Regions from separate parts of the Rattus norvegicus genome. Here region 2 is linked to region 1. The links are chromatin contacts, called in public Hi-C maps. All regions are on one chromosome and are shown on one strand. Each heading gives the region's core, a stretch centred on a gene start, on an enhancer-like site or on the middle of the called end of the contact. The rest is flanking DNA. Distances are from core to core; before and after follow the strand shown. Region 1 holds the start of Flywch2 (FLYWCH family member 2). Region 2 overlaps LOC120095045.

Region 1 (6,584 bases), core at 2,483-4,982:
ATCCACAGCATGGGGGTGGGCTGGGGGGGATCTTGTTTCAGACTTATAAACACAACACAAGTAGGCAAAGAAAGAAGTGACCCAGAGTGCTGGGGGTATGGCTCAGCGAGCAAAGTCTTGATGTGCAAACATGAGAACCCAAGTGGATACCCAGCATTCATATAGAAAGCCCAGTGTGGCAGCCTGGGACCCTAGCAGATGGGGGAGGGGAACAGAGTCAGGTAGACCCCAGGGGATAGTTTGCCTGTCAGTCTGGCCAAAACAGTGAGCTCTAGGTTCAGTGAGAGAAGACCAAGTGGACGTAGAGGAAGACACGCACACACGCTCAGGAGAACACACCTGAGAGCATAGACACTTGCACATCACATGTATACACACACTACAGCACACATGCACACACACAACAGAGCGGCCCAGAAACCTCTCGGAAGAATTGGTATGAGGAAGTGGTCAGGCACCCTGCCCCCACTGGCCTTCCTGCCCAAGTCCAACAGAAAGCAACCTGAGCCAGGAATGAGATATGAGTTCACTTTTGACCTTCAGTACTGGAGCCCAGTGACCTCCCTTCCAAGAATTACCATCATCCGGTTCAGCGGTTAAGAGCACTGACTGCTCTTCCAGAGGTCCTGAGCTCAATTACCACAACCACAAGGTGGCTCACAACCATCCGGAATGGGATTGGATGCGCCCATCTGTGTGTCTGAAGTCAGTGACCCTCATATACATAAAATAATTTGCCTGAGCTAACTGGCAGATAGCTGGTCCACCGGTGAATCAAAGTCAACATTATCTGTGATGAGTCATACCTGTGCTATCCTGGGATAAGGGCCTTCACCTCTGTGGGACCCTAGGTCCCACATTACAGGTTGTTCTGCAAAATGCCTGGCTAAATCTCTTCAGATCTGCCAAGATTGTAAACAGTGCCTATGGTCTGGGGTGAATTTGGGGTGACAGTCAGAATGAGAGGTCCCACCTTTCACTATCACGTCAGATTGTTTTTGAAAGACATTTCTATTATTTTTATGTATATTATGTATGTCTGTGTGAGTGAATGTCTTCTGCACAGGCTCCCTCTGAGGCTAGAGGAGGGTGTCAGATCCCTTGGAGCTGAAGTTACAGGCAGCTGTGAGCTGCCTAACACGGGTGCTGGGGACCCAACTTGGGGCTTCTGGAAGGGCAGCAAGTGCATAGGGCTAGAGAGATGGCTCAGTGGTTAAGAACACTGACTGCTCTTCCAGAGGTACTGAGTTCAAATCCCAGCAACCACATGGTGTCTGTAATGGGGGTTGGGGATTTAGCTCAGGGGTAGAGTGCTTGCCTAGCGAGCACAAGGCCCTGGGTTCGGTCCCCAGCTCTGGAAAAAAAGAAAAGAAAAAAACAAACAAACAAAAAAACAACTGTCTAATGAGATCTGATGCCCTCTTCTGATGCATCTGAGGGCAGCTACAACAGTGTGCTTATACATAAAAAAATGCATAAATACATATTACATACATGAGCCAGGTTTGAGCCAGGTTTGGTGGCTCACACGAAATCCCAGTTGTCATGCATTTCAACTTCCAAAGTGGCTGAGGAGACGTGTTGCACAGGCCTAAGACATGAGTCCAAGTGCCCACCACTTATATAAAAACCTGGCTGAACAACATGGCTGAACATGTCTGAAACCTAGCACTGGGAAGGAGAGACATTCAGATCCCTGGGGCTTGCTGGCTGACCAACCTGCTGAGTCAAAATGGGAAGCTTCAGGTTCAAGTGAGCCACTCTGTCTCAAGGGAATAAAGTGGAGGTGGGAATGGGGGAGACACGTACTCAATATCCTCTTCTGGCCTTTATGTGCACAGAGACATTATACATCTTCACACACACACACACACACACACACACACACACACACACACACACACCTGCAAAAAGAAGTGAAGCCAGAACTGGTGTAGCCCAGTTGAGAGCTTGCCCACATTCACTGCCCAGCCTTGCAGAGTGAAGCAGCTCTCATGACCTTGGTCGTGACTAAGGATACCCAGACCCAAGACAATGAGCAGGAGTCCTTCACATCTTAGGTCTGTGAGCAGCAGAATAATGAGTCCTGAAATGAGTCCTGAGATGTCCAGTCCCAGTAGCTAGAAGCTGGTTCGGTGGTGGTATACACCTATAATCCCAGAGGTAGGAGAATTGGGGGTTCAAGTCAAACCTACTTTTAAGAACCTGTCTTCAAAACAAGGGTTATCAAAATGGCTTAGCAGGTAATGGTGCTTTCTACCGAGCCTCAAGACCTGAGTTTCCTCCCAGAATCCACATTGTAGGAGAGAGCCAACTCCTACAAGTGGTCCTCTGACTGCCACAGGGCACATGCACACAAAGGACCCAGGGTTGGGGGCTGGATGGCTCAGTGGTCAGCTGCTTCCTTCTCTTCCTGAGAACATGAGTTTGGTTCCCAGCGGCCACATCAGGAAGTTCAGACAACCACCTGTCCACCTCAGAGGACACAGTGCCCTGTCTGGCCTTCACACGTGTGGCACACAGACGCATGAAAATAAAAAGGAAAGAGAAAAAACTGTGAAAATGTGATCCGAAGAACAGGAAAGACAAAGCTAGAGGCAAGGTTCGTTATTTGAGAAGGGGCTTTGAAGATGGAGGAAGGGCAAGCCAGTAGGTTTCTAGAAGCTGCAAGAGGCAAATTAAATGTTTCTCTTCTAAAGCCTGCTGTATTCACCCTGCTGTGTAACACTCACATCTGACTTCAGGCCTCTAAAGCATATGACAATATGTCATTTTAAGTCATAGATTGGTGGTGATTGTTGTTTCGGCGGCCACAGACCAGTTAAAAGTCCAAACTCTTAACTGATGAGGCCCTGCAGGCTTAGAACTTCAGCTGTCACCCTGGGGTGAGACAGAACTACCTTCATAAAGATGAGAATGAAACGCGTTCTCACTGCAAGGACAGGCCCCTTACCCTCTCTGGGCTGGTTTGATCTGTGTCACAGGAGATGCCAGCATCAGATGAAGGGTAAGGTCTTTGAACTCAGGTTACTAACAGCTGCTCCCACTGCCCTGCACAGTCCTGGAGAACTCTAATTGGACTTCCTAAAGAACCGTCTGACACTAGGGTGTGCGGGGCACACCCCACTTTCCACAGAAGAAAATGGCAGTAACCCTCCACTCAGGTCAAGAACTGTATAATATGCCGGACATAGTGAAACTTCCCCGATATGGGGGTCCCAAATAAGGGTACCTCCCTTCCCTAATCACCATGACTCAGAATGGTATTTTCCACCACCCTTGCCCCGCTCCTTGCGCCCCTCCTACCAATGTCTCAGTCTCTGGAGCATCTCCCCAGCTCCCAGCCGTCAAACTCTGCTACTGGGACATGGACCCCCACAGGACATAGGCAACAAAACTGCAGGGGATAAGGATGGGCACACCAGGCTGGGGGTAAGGGCGCACTGGGGGTGTGTGTCCCAGATTGGGGATGTCCAGGGGTAGTGTGGGTTTATAAAAGCGAAGTATGGAGAAAGGAAGAGCCTCGCGGATGGCCGACAAGAAAGCGGTCTGAATCTGGGGGTCGGGGACAGAACCAGGGACCCCTCCTAGCACCGGTCCCAGATCCCGGGACCGCCAGTCTGGGAGTCGCTTCTCGAGCCAGGACCCTCCCGCCCGCTGGGGGCCCGTCCTCACCGACGGCAGCAGGCCCTGCCTCTCGGACGACGGAGCCGTGGCGGGTCCCTCAGCCTCAGTGCTTTGGGCCCCCGCCTTGGCTCCCGCCGTCACCTCAAGCTAGGGTCACGGGGCGAGCATGCGCAGTATGGCCATGAGGGGGCCCCATTCCTTTGTCGAATTCCGCCTATCCGGATATTACCTTCGCTGGGATGAGTAGAACGCCCGGTGAATAGGCGTGAGGGGCGGGTCCATTACCCGCGAAGGGGGCGGGGCCGGTAGGAATGGAGCAACCTGGGTTTAGGATCCCTGGTATGGTTTACTGACGTCTTCCCATTTACTTCCCCCAGTATTTGACTCTGACTCCCTGAGGAGGAACCTGGGATATTAATTTAAAGGTTTTTGTCTGTTCCGTCAAGGGAAAGGAAATGTGTTCTTCATGGAAACTAACTGGATTATTCAAATACCCCTAACTGCGCAGTGTCCTTGGTCATTAACCCAGCCCTCGCCCATTGGTCAAGCATTCATCATTTGTTCAGCCTTCGCCCATTGTTGTAGTCACTGCCTGCTGAAATAGCCGTGGCTCAATGACTTTGTCCCAGCACCTTTCTACTGTGGAGGTGGAAGCCGGGATGGCTCAGGGCGCTGCTTTCTTTCTGTATTTGGCGTGCTCGCGAATCCTATCATCCTGGGGTTGCCGGCCCTCACCCACCTGCAGTAAGGCTATCCCCCCCTTTACTCCCACATGGTCCTGGCTCCGCAGTTCCTTGGGTCCCACCCTCTTTTCTGGTTCCCTTACCTCCATGGCTCTATCCTTTCTCCCGAGTCAACGTCATTTCCTGGGCCTTCATGAATTACATCATTTGCAATCTATCATAGTCTTGATTGTTTCTAAAATTATGTCATAATAATATATTATATATATGTTAAAATTGTATATTATATATAATCTTCATATATAAATCACTGATGTCACGCCTCTCTCTCAAAAGAACAAAACAAAGGGTCCAATGAGGGGGGCTCCCTTTTAGATAGCTGGGCTCAACCAGTCTCTACAGCACTTGCTGCCAAACCTGGCTCACCCACGTTTAATCCCTAGGACCCACATAAAGGTGGAAGGAGAGAAATGACCCACAAACCCATGACCACACATAAACATAATCAAGGGCTAGAGAGATGGCTCATGGATTAAGAGCACTGGCTGCTCTTCCAGCACCAATATGGCTGCTCACAATGATCCAGAGCCCCTGGAACATAACTCCAGTTCCAGGGCATCTGACGCCCCCTTCTGGCCTCCGTACATCCAAGCAAAACACCCAAACGCAAGTGTAAATAAATATTAAATAAAAATTGTGGAAGCTATTTTCAAAACATGAAACCAATAAAGATCTTGTATTTAAAAAAAAATTAGGGCTGGGGAGATGGCTCAGTGGTTAAGAGCACTGACTGCTCTTCCAGAGGTCCGGAGTTCAATTCCTAGCAATCACATGGTGGCTCACAACCATCTGTAGTGAGATCTGATGCCCTCTTCTGGTGTGTCTGAAGACAGCTACAGTGTACTTATATATAATAAATAAATCTTTTAAAAAATTAATTAACACAAACACACACAGTAGCATATGACCGTACTCTCAGAGATAGCAGGACTGAGAGTTCAAAGCCAGTCTTGACTACATAGGAAGCTATTAGAGGAAAAAATATTTATGTACATTTTATATTTTTTCAATAGTCTCTCACTATGTAGCTCTTGAACTCACAACAGCCCTCCTGCCTCAGCATCCCAATTTTTACCAGTGGCTAGCTAGGGTCTGGGCTAGATGTATCCAGGTTCTTGGTTCTTTTTTCAGGGAATCGACATGAAGACACATGTGCAAAGGTACCAAGGAGATCTTATTCAAAGCGAAGAACGGCTCAGATGCACTGTAAATTCTGACTGCAGGTCCTGTTAGTGGAGCTTTCTTTTGTGGGGTTCAGTAGTTACCAGATTTGTACTTTGGGTACTCCTCTATTTTGATTGGTAGCTTCTGCTCATCGTGCAACTGATTTTAAACATATGCATGCCCATTTACAGATAGGTCTAAGATGCGAATAGAGGATTTTTCCTAAATGTTCACTTGAGAGATACACTTTGGCTTGTTACACTTCGTCATGGGTTCTATGAGAATGTCCTCCATGAGCTCCTGTATTGGAACACTTGGTTCCTAATTGCTGGTGCTGTTTGGGGAGAGTTAGAAAGTGTGGCCATAGTGGAGAAGGTATGTCACATGCAGCAGGCTTTGAGAGTTTAAAGACTTGGGCTGGAGAGATGGCTCAGTGGTTAAGAGCACTGTCTGCTCTTCCAGAGGTCCTGAGTTCAATTCCCAGCAACCACATGGTGGCTCACAACCATCTGTAAAGAGATTTGATGCCTTTGTCTGGTGTATCTGAAGACAGTTACAGTGGACTTATATATAATAAATGAATAAATCTTTTTTTTTTTTCGGAGCTGAGGACCGAACCCAGGGCCTTGCTCATGCTAGGTAAGCGCTCTACCACTGAGCTAAATCCCCAACCCCATGAATAAATCTTTAAAAAAAAAAAAAAAGACGACAATGCGGTCTCTAGCTGTGGGTTGTCTTGGTGTTGTTTATATTTTTATGTTAATTCTGCTTCCTCAAAAGAGGTTGTCCCATAAGCAATCGATCACACACTCATGATCAGGCAATCTCATGTGAACCTTCTCCCCGTTTTAACTGGTCAATAAATGCTAGAGCCTGTGATTGGCCAGTGGAGGGGAAAGGTGGGACTGGAGGTTTGAGAGTGAGAGCAGGTAGAGAGGGAGAAGACGACAAGAGAGGGGAAGGAAAGAGGACTGAAGAAGAGGAGGAAGAAGAGAAGAGGAGAAGGAAGAGGAAGCTATGATGGAGCAGAATCCCATGGCCAGGAGAAAG
Region 2 (6,584 bases), core at 1,743-4,242, 190 kb after region 1:
GTGTGTGTGCATGTGTGCATGTGTATGTGCCTGTGTATATGTATGTATATGTGTGTATGTGTGTGTACATGTGGATGTGTGTGTCTGTGTGTATGTGTGTGTTTGTGTGTGTATGTGGGTGTGTTCATGTGGGTGTGCAGGCAGGCATGTAGTAGCCAGAGGACGTTGTTGGGAACTAACTGTCTTACTCTTTGGAACTGTTTCTTGTTGGCTCGGAACCTGCCAGTTAAAGGCTGGCCAGGTTCCTCCTGCCTCTGCCTTTGCAGAGCTGGGAGTTTTAGCCCAAGCCACCACATCTGGGTTTCATTTGTTCGTTTTGTTGTTTTTTGAAACCTGCCTTCTGGGGCTGGATCTCAGGTCCTTGTGCATGCAAGGCAAGGGCTTCATCGCCTGAGCCGTCAACCTAACAGCCATTTTGTTTTCAGTCAGATTCTTCCTTAATAGACCAGGCCAACCTTGTATACAAGACAATCCTCCTGCCTCAGCCTCCTGACTGCTGGGATCACAGTACAAGCTATAGCGCTGGTGAAACTTGACACACCTGTGTCCCTTGTGGCTGGGATGGGGACCAGAAGGCCGGACTCACCAAGCACGTTTCCCATCCTTAATGAGGAAGCAGGCTCTGCATCATAAGCTGGCACTGTTCATGCCACCTGCTTCCTCCAAAGCCTGCAAAGGGGCATTCCTACATCCTTGTGCTCAGAATGTGTGGCTGTGGCTGCCACCTGGCTTCCTGGTCAGCCGTCAAATGCCAATCAATAGTAAAGATGTTAGATCACCCACAGCAAGACAGGCAGACTGTGCAGGAGCAGACAGTGAGCAGGAGCACAGACAGATCGTGAGCAGGAGCACAGACAGACTGTGAGCAGGAGCACAGACAGACTGTGAGCAGGAGCACAGACAGACTGTGAGCAGGAGCACAGACAGACAGTGAGCAGGAGCACAGACAGACTGTGAGGAGGAGCACAGACTATAAGGAGGAGCACAGACTGTGAGGAGGAGCACAGACAGACAGTGAGCAGGAGCACAGACAGACTGTGAGGAGGAGCACAGACTATGAGGAGGAGCACAGACTGTGAGGAGGAGCACAGACAGATAGTGAGGAGGAGCACAGACAGTGAGCAGGAGCACAGACAGACTGTGAGCAGGAGCACAGACAGACAGTGAGCAGGAGCACAGACAGACTGTGAGCAGGAGCACAGACAGACTGTGAGCAGGAGCACAGACAGACTGTGAGCAGGAGCACAGGCAGACTGTGAGCAGGAGCACAGACAGACTGTGAGCAGGAGCACAGACAGACTGTGAGCAGGAGCACAGACAGACTGTGAGGAGGAGCACAGACTGTGAGGAGGAGCACAGACAGACTGTGAGCAGGAGCACAGACAGACTGTGAGGAGGAGCACAGACAGACTGTGAGGAGGAGCACAGACTGTGAGGAGGAGCACAGACAGACTGTGAGCAGGAGCACAGACAGACTGTGAGGAGGAGCACAGACAGACAGTGAGCAGGAGCACAGACAGACTGTGAGCAGGAGCACAGACAGACTGTGAGGAGGAGCACAGACAGACTGTGAGGAGGAGCACAGACAGACTGTGAGCAGGAGCACAGACAGACAAACAGACTGTGTGCAGGAGCAGACTCACCTGCTGTGCACTGTTCTAATGCCAAGTTTCAAGCTATGCCACAAACAACAGCACAAGCCACTTGACAGACATTCATAGCTTCCTGGGAGAGCATCCTAGACTGTATCTCATGACCTACCTGTCCTATGCTTGAGCACAAGCCCTGAAAAGAAGCCTTATTCCAATGCTGCCATTGGCCTTTTTGTGATGTTTATCTGTATTCCAGTGAAGGAACCCCTGCTGAGCCAGTCACACTGACAGAGAAGGAGGAGGTCTGGACAATGGGTAGGAAATCCGTGGTGGCAGAATTGCCTTCCTGGCGCTGCACAGGGAGGTTGAATCCTGCTGAAGAGAGCGGGGATGTGCACGAGGTGGGATGCAATGATCAGATTCGGGGGTTGTGGTTGTTGAATGAGGGGATCAGTGGGTGGGTGGGTAAGTGGAGGTGTATGTGGATAGATGGATGAATAGGTAAGTGGATGGACAAACCACGAGATGGGAAGGTGGATAACTGGGTAGATTGATTAAGAGTGGGAGCATAGACATATGGATTGACAGGCGAGTAGGTGATATTAGGAAGAGAGCGTGGATGAGTGGATGAGTGAATGAATCTATTGATGGGTGTACAAATAGTTAGGGGGGTGGGCATACCAGTGAGCACAGAGATGTCTGAATGAAGGGGGCGGGGAGACCAGCATTCAACTTGTGGTAATTCTTACACAGCTGTTACTCATTTAACCGTCTTGAACACCTTGTGGGGGAGGTTGATTGATTCTGATTCTTTTACTGCTGAGGAAGTAAAGACAGCAGAAGTGATTTTTGTGGCGAGGTACGAGGTACGGTACTGAAACCCAAATCCCGCCCCTCCTAGCACACCCTGTGCCCAGCCCACCATCCTGAAGGGAATGGCCATTTCTGAAGCTTCCTGCACCATCGCACCAGTGACCTCAGCATCCACATCGTGGAGGGTCTTTGCTTTGCAAGCCTGGAACCAGCCACATACGGTGCCACAGGCACAGCCCACGTGTCCCTGAGAATCACGGCTCACCGACTTATTCCAAGTGCCGGGAGGATCTACGGTACCCTCAGCCCTGGGCTACCGCTGGGGAAGCCCCGTTGGCTCCTGGCTTAGTTCCTCATCTCAGCCAACCGTCGCCCAATTTGACCTTTGGACCGAAATCAGCTTGTGGGTCTTCTGAACATTTGAGTAAATTGTAACTACTTCCTTATCCTTGTTCCAGCCTGACTCTGCAGGGAGCGTCTGTGGGTTGTCTGTGTTGGCCGTGAGCTGCCTCCTCTTATGTAACACGGAACTGGGAAGTTCAGCTAAACCTGTCCAAGAATCAACTTGTCACCAGATCTGTGTCTGAGGGAGGCCACCCAGATCACATGGACAGTGCAGCCAGAGGAGGTGCCTGACAAGCCCCTGTGTAGACAAGGATGGGTACAGCCACCAGGGTGCCACAACCTCGGCTCCCATCTACCCCCATCCCAACCCCAGCACCTCCTTGCCTGCTATCATAAACTGGGAGCCAGGTGAGAGGGCATTGTAAGTAGAAATGCCCACCTTGGCACTACCATCCTGGGAGGGAAGCCAGGCTAAGAGATGACTAAGGGGACCCATGTTTGCACAAATTCAAAACCAGGCTGCAAAACTGTGCTGTTTTTCTGGGTTGCTTTCTGCTCCTTCCTGGAGGCTGTTGTTGGGGCAGTGGGGTGGGGTGGAGTAGTCCTTTGAGGAGGGTGGAATCTACCACTCGGAAACGAAGGTTGGTCTTCGAAGGCTCACCCAGATGCATGAAGAGACACACACTTAGCCTGAATGGTGTGTGTGGGGGTTCGGGGTGGGGGCGTCTCTTAGACCTGGCTGTCAGGTTAACCTGAAGAAGGGATAGGGGCTGCTATCTAAGGAGGACTCTCGTTTGGAGACCTCCCAGGGGTTGACTTTTGCAGGACACTTTGCCGATTGTCATGGGCTAAGCAGGGATGCAGAATTGAAACCAGGTTTAGTGGCACGTCCGTGTGATCTCAGCACTCTGGAGGTGAAAGTGGCGTGCTCTGGAATCAGTCATCAGAAGCTACACAGTAAGCCAGGTCCAGGCCAGGCAACATCAGATCCTACTTAGAAAACAAATCGTGAAACAAAACTGGATGGCAAAACTGGGGCTTTTTTATTTGCTCCACTCCACTGTCCTCTGCTGACTTCTGAGAAGTAGTTACCCTGAGGCATGAGGAGACAGTGTATTAGCAAAATACTTGACCTTGGACATCAAGAGAAAATGAGAGACAAGGTGGGCTCTGAAAGGCAAATTATTTCACCAGACTTCAGTTCTGGATTCTGAAAGAACAAATGGGGTAGAGCAGAATGCAGGAGGGGGGGAGGCACAGAGAAGAATTATGTAAGGAGCGGGGACCATGGGAACAGAGCAAAGGATTCCGCAGCACCCAGAATGATAGACATTTCCTCCCAGACATAACAAAGAGGGTCAAGGGTGCCTCTCCTCTGAAAGGGCAGAGGGTCCAGGACTGACAGGTCTCTTGTCCACAGGTCCTCTCTCTCTGCCCTGGGCAGTCAGCAATAGATTTGGGTGTGATGTGTGTGCGTGCATGTGTGTGTGTGTATGTATGTGTGTATGTATGTATGTATGTATGTATGTATGTATGTATGTATTGCAGTAAATATTTTAAAAAAAATACCTAAAGCTTTAACCCCACACTAGCAATGACACTGTTGGGACTCATGGCACTGGCGGGTGTCTTTGTCTCAGTGGCTCCATGCTGACCCCAAGTACTCATGGATCCAGGCGGTCTTGCCACACTGGTCTCTAGTGTTAGTTCTAGCACTGGAGGGCCATATGGAACTAACCATAATTTATTTCGGGTTAGTATCTCCCCTGGCAGCTCTCTGCTAGCCACAAACTCTCTGGTTCCAGCTACCTGGTAAAATCAGGACTCTAGAAGTCCAGCATGGGCCGGCCTGTCATGGCTCCCAGCCTCAGACTCTGCCCACACTCCCTACAACCGCCCCCTGGTAGTTAAGGTAAAAATTCCCAACCACCCAGTGAAATCAGGACTCGATAAGCTGTAATTTATCAATCAGATTTATATGATAAATTCTCAATCCACAATACATCCACACAATAAACTCACAACCAATTGATAAGGATGTAAACTGCCCACCTAGATAAGATAAATTGACCTATAGAAATCCATCCCTTAAGAAATACACATGGGGTGGGGGATTTAGCTCAGTGGTAGAGCGCTTGTCTAGCAAATGCAAGGCCCCGGGTTCAGTCCCCAGTTCCAAAAAAAAAAGAAAAGAAAAGAAAAGAAATACACATAACTACGTAGGACCATTTAAGACCACCCTGATCTGGGTCATCCTTCTCCATCTCCGTCTTGATTTTCTCACTTTCCCTTCTCTCTCCCCTTACTAAAACTTAGTCCCCACCTTACATTTTTACTGTCTAATCATGGCCTTGACCTAACTTGTACCAGCCCTCGCCTGCATATGGATATCAACCCATACTTCACCCTTTCTGTCTAATTAAAAAAAAACATTTTTCCCAATTATTTGTCTAGTAAAACTATTACCATTCTGTAATTTATAAAGTATAAAATGTATCTAACACCCAGTCCAACATTTTATCAGTTAAACAGAACATTTAGTTATCCATTCCAGCTTAAGAAAGTCTTAAAATCCATGTTATGCCTTGGCTAGCTTGTGTACTACTTGATAACGATCTAATTAAATATGTATTCTCAAAGTTAAACAGCCTGGGTAGGCTATGAGACTATAATCAGTCTCCAACCCTATTAAAAATCTGAGTGTGACCAATATTATCTGAAAATATAGGAAGCCTAACACGGCTTCCGGAACTGAGGCAGGTTGAAGAAATAGCTGTCTGCCGGCACAGTCCCCTGTTGGAAACATAGAAGACCCCCAGTCTTCAGCCTTCTGACCAGGAATCTCACAGACCTTAGTAAACGGGATTAGCTCATTCTGTCTCTGCAGAACGAAGCTGTCCTAACCTGTAACCGTGTCCTCTCTAGGACAGTGCAGATCTGTAGAAGAAATAGGCAATTTCTGCCCAGTGGCCACCGAACCACAGTGACCTCACCTGGACCTAGAGATGCTCAGCTGCTTTCTCGAGTCCACAAACGGGGAGCTGTCGGCATGAGCTGTGTCTCAGCAAGTGAGTAAATAGCATTAAATGTCACGTTTTGCGGATTTCTGACATTTTTGAAAACCATCTAACTGTAAGTAATCTGGACTGTTGTCCGTTAACTATCTTAATAAATTATCTCGAAAGCACTCTAACAATAAACTTAGAGCCACGAATTTGCTATGTGGCCCTTAACTCACATGTTTAATCATCTCAGATTAGTCTTTTAATAGAAGTAAAGGGCTGGGTATAAGCCTTGTACACATAAATGTGTGGTATAGGCAAAATGCCTATATATGAGAGTAACAATAATAATTTTAATTTTAAATCAATAAGAAATACATATCAGGGGCTGGAGAGATGGCTCAGTGGTCAAGAGCACTGACTGCTCTTCCAGAGGTCATGAGTTCAAATCCCAGCAACCACATGGTGGCTCACAACCATCTGTAATGGAATCTGATGCCCTCTTCTGGTGTGTCTGTAGACAACTACAGTGTACTCATATAAATAAAATAAATAAATGATTTTTAAGAAAAAAATACATATCAAAGAAAATCTAAACTTGTATCAAATAAATTCTGCACCAATGTGAAAGATCATAACTCTGGCTTAGTAACAAATACAAGGATTTTAACCAAATGAGATTATGGCTGTATAGTCAATTCTAGCTAATTCCTCCTTGTTAAATCATGACCATTTCTAAATTCTCTAGAAAGACAACCTTAGAATAACCACTTTAAGCCTCCCAAAGTTTAGGGAATTGGGCGACGACTCTTAAATAACTTCTTCATGCTGT

What was found. Hi-C and Micro-C count contacts between places; a contact is called where the count stands out from the background.
Region 2: a Hi-C map of mammary epithelial cells shows a contact between it and region 1, with 1.7 times the contacts expected there. The contact joins the enhancer-like site here to the promoter of Flywch2 in region 1. A contact is called at or near these places in 2 of 12 Hi-C or Micro-C datasets (Schwann cells and mammary epithelial cells).

The regions. Positions count from the first base shown.
Region 1 is chr10:13,307,173-13,313,756 of GRCr8, forward strand. Flywch2 (FLYWCH family member 2) reads right to left here and starts at 3,733. Exons shown (of 3, transcript NM_001399599.1): 1 at 3,676-3,733.
Region 2 is chr10:13,500,764-13,507,347 of GRCr8, forward strand. It overlaps LOC120095045, which reads left to right. Exons shown (of 5, transcript XR_010055535.1): 3 at 1,849-1,907; 4 at 2,494-5,818. Among named protein-coding and RNA genes, the nearest start is that of Prss30, 12 kb to the right of the region's middle. Within about 2 kb of position 2,993, at least 13 of the 93 cell types and tissues checked have an H3K27ac peak or open chromatin away from gene starts, as enhancers often do.